Regions from separate parts of the Sus scrofa genome. Here region 1 is linked to region 2. The links are chromatin contacts, called in public promoter capture Hi-C maps. All regions are on one chromosome and are shown on one strand. The core of a region is the stretch at or near the end of the contact, and the rest is flanking DNA. Distances in the headings are between cores, read along the strand shown.

The links. Promoter capture Hi-C pulls out the DNA fragments that hold promoters and counts their contacts.
Region 1: a promoter capture Hi-C map of fetal liver shows a contact between it and region 2, with 3 times the contacts expected there. The contact joins the promoter of CAMKV here to the promoter of BSN in region 2.

The regions. Positions count from the first base shown.
Region 1 is chr13:32,399,127-32,404,853 of Sscrofa11.1, forward strand. It overlaps CAMKV (caM kinase-like vesicle-associated protein), which reads right to left and starts at 2,354. Exons shown (of 10, transcript XR_002337521.1): 1 at 1-2,354. It overlaps MST1R (macrophage-stimulating protein receptor), which reads right to left. Exons shown (of 19, transcript XR_002337520.1): 19 at 2,497-3,329.
Region 2 is chr13:32,104,832-32,110,962 of Sscrofa11.1, forward strand. It overlaps BSN (protein bassoon), which reads left to right and starts at 2,136. Exons shown (of 12, transcript XM_021068762.1): 1 at 2,136-2,463. The coding sequence starts at 2,246.

The sequences.
Region 1 (5,727 bases), core at 1,104-3,603, 290 kb after region 2:
TGACTCCTTTGGAAGACTCTATGTGGATCGGCCATTGGTTGTCACATTTCTTGGCTAAGAGGTCTTGGGACAGGCCCTTGGTGACAGTATTGGTATCAGTCAAGCGGTCAAGGTTGCAGGTGTAAGTTTCAACTGCTGCTGATGTTGGGGTTGTATCCAGAGCTGGAGTATTTGCCTGAGTTGGAGTTGGAGGAGCCTGAGCCGGACATGGGCACTTGCCCTGACCCTGATTTTGGGCTAGAGGTGGAAGAGGACCTTGGGTTGCAGCTGAGCCATCCTCCCCTGAAAGAAAATAGGGTAGCCATCGGCTCTTCCTAATGCCCAACGGGGCTATCTGGTCAGGGCTGCAGGGGCCTTTGCCCCAGCCCACTAGGACCTTAGCTGGAGCCTTGCCCTCCCCCGAAACCTGCACCTGAAGCCGGGAGCAGCAGAGTCCATGCTGGGCCATGTCACTGGTACCATCACCACGCGTGCACACGGGTAGGGTCAGGGTCCTGTTCTCCATGACGAGATGAGTTTGAGCTCCCACGATGGGGCTTGGAAACGGGCTAGTGGAGGAGAGTCTCAGGACATCCTGGGAGGCCCGCTCACAGCCACATTGGGAGCTAACCTCAGCAGCGTCCCGGAGATGCTGGTGATTGGGCTCAGGGGTGTGGGCCTGGGAGGCTGGGCCATATGCCCCATCGGTGATGGCCTCGGTGGACAATGACACCCCCTGCCTCAAGTATACAGATCCTGAGTTTATCCATGTTCCCTGGGATCCTCTAAGGCCACCCCCCAGCTGCTGGCTGCCAGCCAAGGGGTGGCCCTGGGGGCCCGATGGATCAGGGCCCCCCACTTTCTTGGTGACTTCCATAGTCCTGCTCCATGCCCTAGGTGCCCTGCCCCCACTTTGTTGCCATGGCAACTCCACACATCACAGCCCCCAGTGACCTGGGGGAGGGTGAGAGAGTGTGGGAAACCAGGGGCCCCGCCCCCCTAAGGAATGGGGGCCTGCCCAGGGAATCTTGGGACACAGAAAGGCCAAGGCACCCTGGTGAAGTCTGCCAGCCCTAGATTGGCCTCCTCTTTCCTTGCCAGCCAGGTGACCATCTGCCTAGGCCAGCCCTAAAGTGAGGGTAGTGCTCCTGAGATGGGAGCATGTATAAGGCCAAGGGAGAAAGGTAGGCAGGGGCAATGCTGAGGAAACCCCTGGGTTCTCAGTTTACCACAGATGCCAGACTTGGCTCTTTCTCCCCATCGCCCATCTGGCAACTTGAGACTTAAGCCCTGACTCAGGAAGGCAGTCCCAAGTGTGTGACATGAGGCCCTTGTCGGAAGGGCAAAGCCTTTTCACATCTCAGTCCTGAGGAGCAGAAGTGGGTGAGGGGCCCAGGCTCAGGCCCTAACTCCCTTCCCCCATGTTCCCCAGCTCCCGATCCAGGGACACCAGCTCCTTGGCAGTCTTTCTGCTCCAGATGGTTCTCCTCTGCCTGTGCCTCAGAGAGCCCCCTCCCCAGAGCCACATGTCCTTGAGGCCCAGGACCAGTATCCCACAGAGGTGGGGATGGGGACGACATGGGGGGGGTAGGCCTCTGCTCAGAATCCTCAAGTCAGAATGTTCTAGCTCTTGTGACATTGTGCCAACTTCACCTTGGCCAGAAGGAGGGCAGAGCACAGGGTAGAGGGCTAGGTCATGGTAGATGCCAGGTGGCCAAGTAGCAATTACAGGATGAGGCAGAGTAGGGACACAGCGCTTAAAGGGCTGTCCAGGCAGTGGGCACAGGGCTGGTTACACAGTGGGCATATGGTGGTTGCAGGACTGGGTACACAGGTTCATATACAGTGAGGACAAAGCACTGGACTTGGGTAGGAACACAGGAAAGTAAGATATCAGACCAGGTGAGCAGTTCCAACCTTTTCTTAGATGGGCAAGCAGAGGGTCAGGAGCGGCAGGACCTGCCTGGACTACCAGCCCAGGCCCAGATGTGCCCTGCCACAGAAGACAGGCCTCTTTGGGGAACCACCCATTGCCACAGGCCTGGGTCTAGAGGTTCTGATGGGGGGTGGTGGTCAGACCTTCCTCCCTCTCCCAGCTAGGATCTCTGGGCCTCCTCCCTCTGTCCCCCATGGCTAGCCTTTCAGGCCTCAGTCTTTCCACCCAGGAAACAGGTTCATGGCAAATGCAGCTGTAGGCTTGTCCTCTGAAGCAATGTGTTTTCACAGAAGTTAAAAATAGTACTTACAGTTGGCCGTGGGGTGTGAAGTGATGTGACCAGGGACCAAGGCTAGCGCTGCGCTTCATCTGCACCTTCCTGACTCCGCACTGGGCAAAGCCTGACTCAGCCCTGTCTCAGGCCTCCTGGGACCCTCCCCCCTTCTCCAGATGCTGCCTTCCCTTAGGAATGGGGACAGATGTTTCTAGATACTGTTGCTCACCACATGCTATGGCCAAGGAAGGTAGCAGAGCCCAAGGGTCTGTGGCCTGCCCGTTTGTGTGCATTCACACACACATACTTGCTGAACACTGTTAACTTTATTAATCTCTGGCCCCTAGCAAACTGTTGGTGATTTTTGTTTTGTTTTTCCTCACAGAAGAGATACTAGTAGCAGCCTCTGGTGCCTGCGCAGCCCCTGAGCTGGGCTGCACCTGGGAAGACTGGGGAGGCATGGAGGGAGGGCCTGAAAGCCACTGCCTGGCAGACCACTGAGCCATCTCCTACCTCCTGCAGAAGTGAGGCATAATTCTCTTTGCCCGGGGCTGGCCTGAGAAGGGTGTGGCCCATGAAGGAAGGAGCAAAGAAGGCAGTCTGGAGAGTGGAGAAGGCTCTTCCCACCTGAGAAGCTAACACCCCTTATAGCAATAAGAACCGTGACTGCTATCAGCTGGGCCCTTCCTCTGTGTCCTGCAGTACTGAGTACTGTAACTCTGCCTCACAGCACTTCAAAGGGCTAGGTGCTGGCATCCTTATTTTACGAATGAGGAAATCAAGGCCCAGAGAGGAGAGAGAAGTCACAGCTAGTGAGTTGTAGAGCCAGAATCTGAAACCAGACTACCAGGCTCTGGACCTATGGTGCCACCACTGGGTGCCAACATGCCTCCCTTCTGAGTGCTGCAGCCCCAAGCCCCCACCCAAGCTATATCCCACGTGTGGACCTCCCGCCTCCCAATAGCTTAGCAGGTGGCTCAGGCCTGGGAGGGGGCACTTTTCCTGTCCATACCACTAAGCCAGTGCCCTCCAGGAACCCAGAGGTGCTCAGTAAGGGCTAGTTACATACCCTGTTGGAGCAGGCTGAGTCCTTTCTTCTCATAATTCTTGGCTGGCCAAAGCCCACTTCATTCCACCCAGCTGAGGGGAGGGGCAGCAGGGCAGTTAGAGAGGCTCCCAGGCTGCACCCTTTCTACCCAGCACCCTGTCCCAGATCAGGCAAGGACATTGCCCCTGTACCCCTCCCCCCAACATGTTTTTAAATAGTCTCTCACCAGGAAGAAGGGCATCCAATTCTATTTCTGATTCAGTGAGGAGGGCCAACATGTTACCATGGCAACTTGGAGAGCCCCTCCCCCCGGGCTGAGCCCATTCCCCAGGCTGAGGGCTGTCTGGGATGGAGGGGCCAACAAGCAACTAGAAAGAGCTTGGTCTGAGGGTTAGGCTATCAGAGGCGCCTCTGTGATGGCAGGTTCCAGCACTGCCTCCCTTCACACTTCATCTGACCCCCTCTGGGCGGGCTTGGGGGGAAGGTCCCAACCCCTGTGGAGTCAGATTTGAGGAGATGGGGACAGTTACTTCACTCTGAGAAACCCTCTTTCCCAGTGGAAAAAGATAAGGCTGGAATCCTCCCACCAAGGAGGCTTTGAGGACGGTCGGTAGGAAGGGCAGCAGGAGGAGAGGCACAGAAAGGCTCCATTCTACCGAGAGCTCCGTGACCAAGTTTCCCAGACCTGATTATCCAAAGTGGCTCCCCTCTGCTGTGTTCTCAGGGGTCAGCTCTGTCAAGTCCCTGGCTCTGCACTCTTCCAATCTACCCACCTTCCCCTCCCTGTACTCTGGGAAGACTCTGAACATCTCCAAAAATCTAGCATCAAAAGGAGTCTTAAAAGGCTTCCAATGCAGGAGTTCCCGTGTGTGGCTCAGTGGTAACAAACCAGACTAGTATCCATGAGGACTCGTGTTCGATCCCTGGCCTCAGTCAGTGGGTTAAGGATCCAGCATTGCCATGAGCTGCAGTGTAGGTCGCAGATACTGCTCAAATCCGGCGTTGCTGTGGCTGTGGCTGGCAGCTGTAGTTTCAACTCGAGTCCTAGCCTGGGAACTTCCATATGCTGAGGTTCAGCCTTAAAAAAAGTGTCCCTGGAGTTCCCGTCGTGGCACAGTGGTTAACGAATCCGACTAGGAACCATGAAGTCGCGGGTTTGATCTCTGGCCTTGCTCAGTGGGTTAAGGATCCGGCGTTGCCGTGAGCTGTGGTGTGGTTTGCAGATGCGGCTCGGATCTGGTGTGGCTGTGGCTGTGGGCTGTGGCTGTGGCTGTGGCCGGCAACTACAGCTCTGATTACACCCCTAGCCTGGGAACCTCCATATGCCACAGGAAGCGGCCCTACAAAAGGAAAAAAGCCAAAAAAAAAAAAAAAAAAAGAAAGAAAGAAAGAAAGAAAGGAAAAAAGGCTCCCAATGCAGCCAATCACTTAATAGTGGAGCCAAAATCAGTGCCTGTTTCCTAGAGGTTCATTCCTGTCTACTGTCCAGAGGCTTCTGTCCCAGAGCCTGCATTTAAATTTGGGGAGGGAAGGCACTCCAGGTAGGAGCACAGCCAGGGAAAAGGCAGGCTTCCGAGATCTCGTGATCAGCCCTCTCTTGGTCCTGATGGGAAACCAAAGCCCCCCAGGAGGAAGGCTGCACCCTCTATACACAGCACTCCGTTTACCTCTCCTCCCTATAAATCCTAACTTCCTGATTCCCTGGAAGTCTCTCCTGGCCAGGGTGCACCTACTCCATGGAGGCCGCACCATGTTTAAAGGAGCTGGTACCTTCTCCCTGTCCTCATGCCTGATCCCAAAGGAAAGCAGTCATGGTGCTGAGAACCCCAGTCTAGAGGAAGCTGGGGGAGGATGAGGGTGATAATCCACTCCTCTGGGATTGAAAGGCAGAACCCAAGAGTGCAGGAGGACGTGGCTTTTGAGCTCTAAGGCACAGGGAAATTTAAATAACAGATGTTTAAACAACCTTCCCTGCAAGCCATGGTGCAGTGACCCCTCAGCTGTGATGTGTTACAGCTTAAAAATAGCCCACAATGAAGTGCTCTGAGCTCCAATTGACTCAAGCTTACGTAACTCTGCGTGAAAGATGGCCAGCCACACCAGCCGGGGGGGAGGACAACAGCACAGCCACCCTGGCTTAGGCTGGCTTCGGGGCTGGGGTGAGCGCCTCACCCCCCTGGGAGCAGCCCCTCATCCAGGAGCTCGCAGGGGGTGGAAGAGGAATTGCTGCCAGAAGTACAAACGCCTTCATGACTGCTGAGAAGAGACCTCCAACCACACCTGCGAAAGGGATGTGAGGAGGGCTGCCCTCCCTCAGGGTCCCTGAGCAACCTAGGCCCAGGGGAGGGTGGGGGTGACTTTAAGGACAGATGGGTGGATCCAAAAGACCAGGGCAGGAGCCCATATGGGCAGAGTGACTGGGGCCACATGACGAATTCCCTTCCCCCTTTGAAGAGGGGGGTTCCGAGCTTGAAGAAATATATCAGCAGG
Region 2 (6,131 bases), core at 886-3,385:
GCCGTGGCTGTGGTGTAGGCCAGCAGCTGCAGCTCTGATTCAACCCCTAGCCTGGAAACTTCCATTTGCTGTGGGTGTGGCTCTAAAAAAAGAAGAAAAAAAAAAGTTGGTCATGTGTATGCCAGGCACTTGTTGGTATGTTTTACTTACATTAGCCACTCCACTCTCACAACCAAACACACACCCCCACCCAGTTAAGAGAGGCTAATATTATAACCTTTTTTTTTTTTTTTTAATGTCTGCACCCGTGGCATATGGAAGTTCCCAGGGCTACAGGTTGAATTGGAGCTGTAGCTGCTGGCCTACGCCACAGCAAGCCTTATCTTCGACCTATGCTGTGGCTTGTGGTGATGTTGGATCTTTAACCCCCTGATAGAGGCCAGGGATTGAATTTGCATCCTCATGGACACATGTTGGATTCTGAACCTACTGAGCTACAATGAGAACTACTATTATTCTAACTTTGCAGGCTAGGAAATGGAGGCTTTGTGAGCCTAAGTCAGTTGCTAAGATCCCATTTGGGAAGTGGCACAGCTGAAACATGGATCCTTGTAGAGCCTAGATGAGCACCAGATACAAAGATGATTCAAACACAGGAGGAAACACAGTGAAGACCATCATAACACAGGCAGAGAGGCTCTCATCATCCCAGGCAGCAGAGTCAGTCAATTCAGGGATCCAAGCTTCAGGAGCTCCATCCCAGAGGTTGAGGGAGCAGATAAGAATGCATGGGAAGGCCCAGCCAAAGTCTGTCCATCAGCCTGGTTATCAGTGTTCATTGGGTTTTCTGAGTTATTCCAGGTCAGGTTAGAAATGCTGACATCACATTTGATTTATTCTTCATCATTAGCAGAATTAAATGGGTTTGTAAAATAGGTCCAAGTTTACTCAAGTTCTTCTTCACAGCCATGATTGATTGATTGATTGATTGTCCTTATAGGGATGCACCCGTGGCATATGGAGGTTCCCAGGCTAGGGATCTAATTGGAGCTGTTGCCTCCGGCCTATGCCACAGCTGAACCACATCTGCGACCTACAATACAGCTTATGGCAACACCAGATCCTTAACCTACTGAGCGAGGCCAGGATTGAACCCGCAACCTCATGGTTCCTAGTCGGATTCGTTTCTGCTGTGCCATGACAGGAACTCGTACACAGCCATGATTTATGAAGCCAGGAAGTTTGGAGTATAGTCTGGATCTTCTAAGAAGTATTCTCTCTCAGGAAAGTACAGGTTTGTGTAAGAAGCCAGGAGGCAGAGTAGTATGCAGACACCGAAGTCTGTAAACTGAGGTAATGGAAAAATAATTTGGTGAGCTCTCAGGTTAATGCAGAGGCAGCCTGCAGCCCCTCGTCTAGACAGTCCCTGGGAACCACAGCCCAAGGACTCTAAGAAACATCAACTCCTTTTCCTCATCCTCAAGGTCACTGTCCCAGGGCCTGCTGAGGCAACCTTCCATCTGGCTTCAGGCCAGCCCTGACACACCCTCCACCTTTCCCAGGGACACTTCCTGAAACTCCTTCCCCTGGGACAAGGGCTCAGCATGAAACCCAGATGGTTCCCATGGCGACATCTGGATAAAGTCTTCAATCCCTTTGAGACCCTCATAACCAGTCCCATCACCCAGCATCCTTTATCTCAGTCCTTCCATGACAATGCGCCTCTGAACACACTTGTTCATTTATTTCTCCAACTCCTAAACATCCTTTGATGCTACACTCAGTGACCCCTCTCTGAGGCCTGTTCCCACGAAGTCTGCCAGTTGGGACCCTGAAGTTACCCAAATGAGAGCTCCCATTCCTGAGTTCTCTGAGGCAGTAAGCGTCACTGACTCCAGGGCAGGGTACGGCGGGTCGCCCTCACAGCCCTTTCTCGTGGTCTGTGTCTCTCCAATCCTGGTTTGATCGGATGCTCCTGCCGACACTTGCTGGGCCCCGGATAGCGAACGCCGGCTTTGGCGGCCCCGGAAGGCGCATGCGCGGGCCAAGGCGGCTGTTTCCCCGCCACTCCGCCGGGGGCTCTTGGACACGCGTCCTCACCAGCAGGAGGGAGCGCGCGCGTGCGTGGGGTGGGGGTGTGTACAGGGAAGAGGCACGAGGGCCGCGCATGCGCAGCGGCAGGCGGCGGCGCGAGCCGAGCTGGGAGATGGCGGCGGCGGCGGCGGCGGCGCGGAGCGTGTGAGCAGCTGCCCGGGAGCCGCCGGCCCGGGCCCAGTGCGACCTCGGCCCCGCCCGTCTGCCCGCCATGGGCAACGAGGCCAGCCTGGAGGGCGGCGTTGGCGAAGGGCCGCTGCCGCCCGGAGGCTCCGGCCCCGGCCCCGGCCCGGGCCCCGGGGTAGGGAAGCCGCCTTCAGCACCGGCTGGCGGCGGACAGCTCTTGGCAGCAGGCGGGGCACGGGCTACCGCCGGACCACCGGGTCCAGGCCCCGGCCCCGGCCCCGGCCCCGGCCCTGGCCCGGGCAGGTAAGCGCAGGGCAAGGCGCCCGGGGGCGGGAACTGCAGCCTGAGGCCGAAGCTGGGGCCCACGACCCTGCAGTCTAGTCTGGACAGCGAGATCGGACGTCCAGCTACACTTTGAGCCCAGTCGGACTGACGTGAGCCGAGTGGTCAGTCGCGAGAAGCATCCCTTCCATTACAGCCGTCCTGCCTTAGTAAAGCAGGATGGTGAGCGCAGGGTCAGTCTGGGCCTGCAGACCGTGACTCCGTCACGAACCCCAAATTCGCTTTCCCCCAGTGCCAGGCTAAGGAGGGGCTTATGTAACCTCAGCCTGGTTCTTCTGCACTGGGAAGCAGTGGGATGGAAAACGTCTTCCCTGTCTGCTTGTGTCTGCATTTGTCCATTGTGTTGGGCCAAGGAAAGAGCACAATGGGAGTGGCTGTCAGGGAAGATAAGTGTCACTGCGAGGAGCAGAAAGATATGGAAATAGTTGAACCATGAACTTGGTCATACGCTTTCCTCAGGCATTTAGTAGTCAAAATCATCTTTGGAGGAAGGGAAAGTGGTACTGGACACCACAAGGTACTTATTTAGGCTCAACAATAGTAACAGGGTCATGTGCTTTCATCATGGTTTAGTGAAACACTTTGGGGTGAAGCAAAAATGCTGTTGAATCATCTAGAACCGAGTATGTTCATGTTGTCTTATGACTTAGGTTACCACTCAAATCAGTGGAATGCTTTAAACAGACATATCTGATCAAATACTCTAAAACCAGCTTGTTTAAAATGTATGCCAGTTGAGGTTGTATAAACAATCAAGTGGAAAGGAAATGCAGAGGAAGAAAATGGCAATCTATAATAAATTAGTAGACTGAACACTCAGGAAAGCTACCAAGAGACAAGATAAAATGGAAGCACTGTCTTTACACCAAATAGAGCTGGGAAGTAGCAAAACCCAGGGGTGCTTCTGAGTCCATATGAGTCTGCTGATAATGTTGCCTTGGCTTTTCTATGTGGGGGCACATAAACTGTGAGGGAGCATAATTTTTTATTCTTCAGCTGCCCAGCTGTGCCTCTTACGGGTTTATTTCCTCAGAAGTCATTTCTTAGACAACTAACAGAAATGAAAGGGTCTTAGTAGCCTGAAACCTGCCACAGACAGGCCAGCCTGTGAACATCTCTTTTGGAAGGGGGATTTACCCATTTTATATTAGCTATTATGGTAATGCTAATAGCTATCTGTGTTTGTTAGCACACCGTTCTTAGTACTGCAAATACTGTCCATTTTGCTGCGCATTGAGCTGCTCTTTGAGTTTTAGCTTGAGGAAGGCTCACTTAGGCTTTAGAGCTTTCCTTCCAAGGGAAAGCATCTACAGCAGAGTGGAAAAACACCTTGTTATTAGGAGTTTTCTATATGGGGAATCCAGTGTTTCTCTTCTGGTAACCAAACAGGCTGCTGTGCTTGGTGTTTATCTGATGTTGCAGAGCCAAGCATGTGAGATTTTGGAAAGACTTGGGCAGCTCAAAGGGACAGAAAGTGGTTAGTGCCTACTCATATTCCTTCCCAGTATTTCATTTCTTCCCTGTCTATATGTTTTGCTACAGGGTAGACCCACAAACTACAGTGGGTTAAGGAACCATGATCTCCTGCTGTATTTAGCAGTCATATAATCTTGCTCCTGGCTGTGGGCAAGACACACACATGGGCTGTGGTGCTAAGGTCCTACAGTTGTTAAGCGCAGGTGGTGAGCTGGCTATTTTTCACCAAAGCTCAGGATTGGGGGCTCGTAGGAGATGGAATTTATTCTTTTAGCTGATATTCAGCTTGTCACATCACCTCAGCTGAGCTGTACCTCCATGGTATGTTTCTCCTTCAGCATCAGAATGACTCTACTTCCTCTCACCAGAGTGTCTCAGGTACCTGATGCCAAATTTAGCATGTTCTGTTCTGAGACGCTGCTGAACAGATTGGCCCATTGATGGAGAAAAAGCCCTGTGGCATGTGCTTCTGGGTATTCAGGAAAGAGCGTTGGCATAATTTCAAGCTGGCTTGTGAATTTGGGGGAATTATATTGTGAATTGAGGTAGGTAGAAGGTCAGATAAGGTGGAAATTGTTTTACTAACCCCTGATGGGAATGGAACTGAGGTTCTGGGGGAATCAATTCCTGGCTCTTTCCTGTTGCTGTATTACCCCTTGTCACCCCAGGCTGAATTAGTATCTTCATTTTCATTGTGAGCTGATTTGGGCTCTCTGAGGGGGCAGCTCCAGCATTTGTGGCTGAAGAGCTCGAATCCTGTGAGTAGCAGTGTCACCACACCCATAGTGCTGCCTCTTAACCTAGTGCTGTTTGGATGATGTGGCACTTGGGGCATCAGAGATTTCCTTAAGGCAGTGCTCTCTGCTTCTGGTCTCAGGGTCATATGAACACTTATATAGGTTGTGCATTTCCCAAGGAATGCCAGGTCAGGGAAGGCTGAACTCTTATCTCTGGCTTTGCAGTATGTGCCTTGGTATGGGCTGTGTCTGCCTACAGGAAGGGGGTACCTTTCGCTCATTCATCCACTTATTTTTACAGAGGTATGCTTAATGTACAATGAAGGTCCCAAGTTGCTGGGACTTTACCTGTAGACACATCACCAGTTCAGGAGAAACTTGATCAGTACCCCCGGAAAGCACCTTTAAAAAAAAATTGCACAAAGAAGCCACATAGACCAGTAGCAGCCTGTTTAGTCTACATCAGCTCTGTGGAGTTGCAGAGCTTTAACATTTGCAAATTGATGTTTAGTTAGTCAACCAAGTTGTATTTACTGTATCAAGAGCAAGCACTGTACTGGGCTTTGTGAAGAGCCTGGAAGGATATACGACGCTCTGCTGTCCTCTAGCACCTCACAGTCTGGTTGGTCGTAGAGCTCTTGAAGAGCTCTGAGAACAAAGTCATGGAAGGATCCTAGGAGTGACACTGTAGGTAGCTCAGTGCATGAGAAGTGTCAAATAGGTAGTGCTTATAGAGGTTTGAGACAGAGCCAGGCTTCAAAAGGAGAATCCTAAGGCTCCTTGGGACAATGGTGGTATTCTGAGACATGGAGAGAGGAAGAAATGACATGAGGCGCACAGGCAGGAACAGTGAGCAGATAGTGGAGCCGAGTGCAGGGGTGTGGAGTAGAGCTGGGGCGAACCAGGTAAGATACCTCGCTTTTATTACCACATCGAAATTGGTGATCTACACTGAGGTTGCCTTTCACTCACTTCCAGTCCATATGCCAAGGAGACATCTTGAGCTAAAGGCAGCTGGGCACATAGAGATTCTGGTCTGTTGCTGAAGGTGGGTGAGGCTACTCTGAGACCAAGTACCCAGAGTTGCTTCCTCAAAATGGGTTTGCCATAATTATATCTCAAAAATAAATGAATGGAGTTCCTGTTGTGGCTCAGTGGTAATGAATCCGGTCAGTATCCATGAGGACTCAGGTTTGATCTTTGCCCTCACTCAGTGGGTTAAGGATCTGGCATTGCCATGAGCTGTGGTATAGTTAGCAGACGTGGCTCAGATCCTGAGTTGCTGTGGCTGTGGCATAGGCCGACAGCTGCAGCTCCGATTCGACCTTTAGGCTGTCAATTTTCATATGCCACATGTGCAGCCCTAAAAAGCAAACAAACAAACAAAAAAAAAAAAAAGAGAGAGAGAAAGAATGA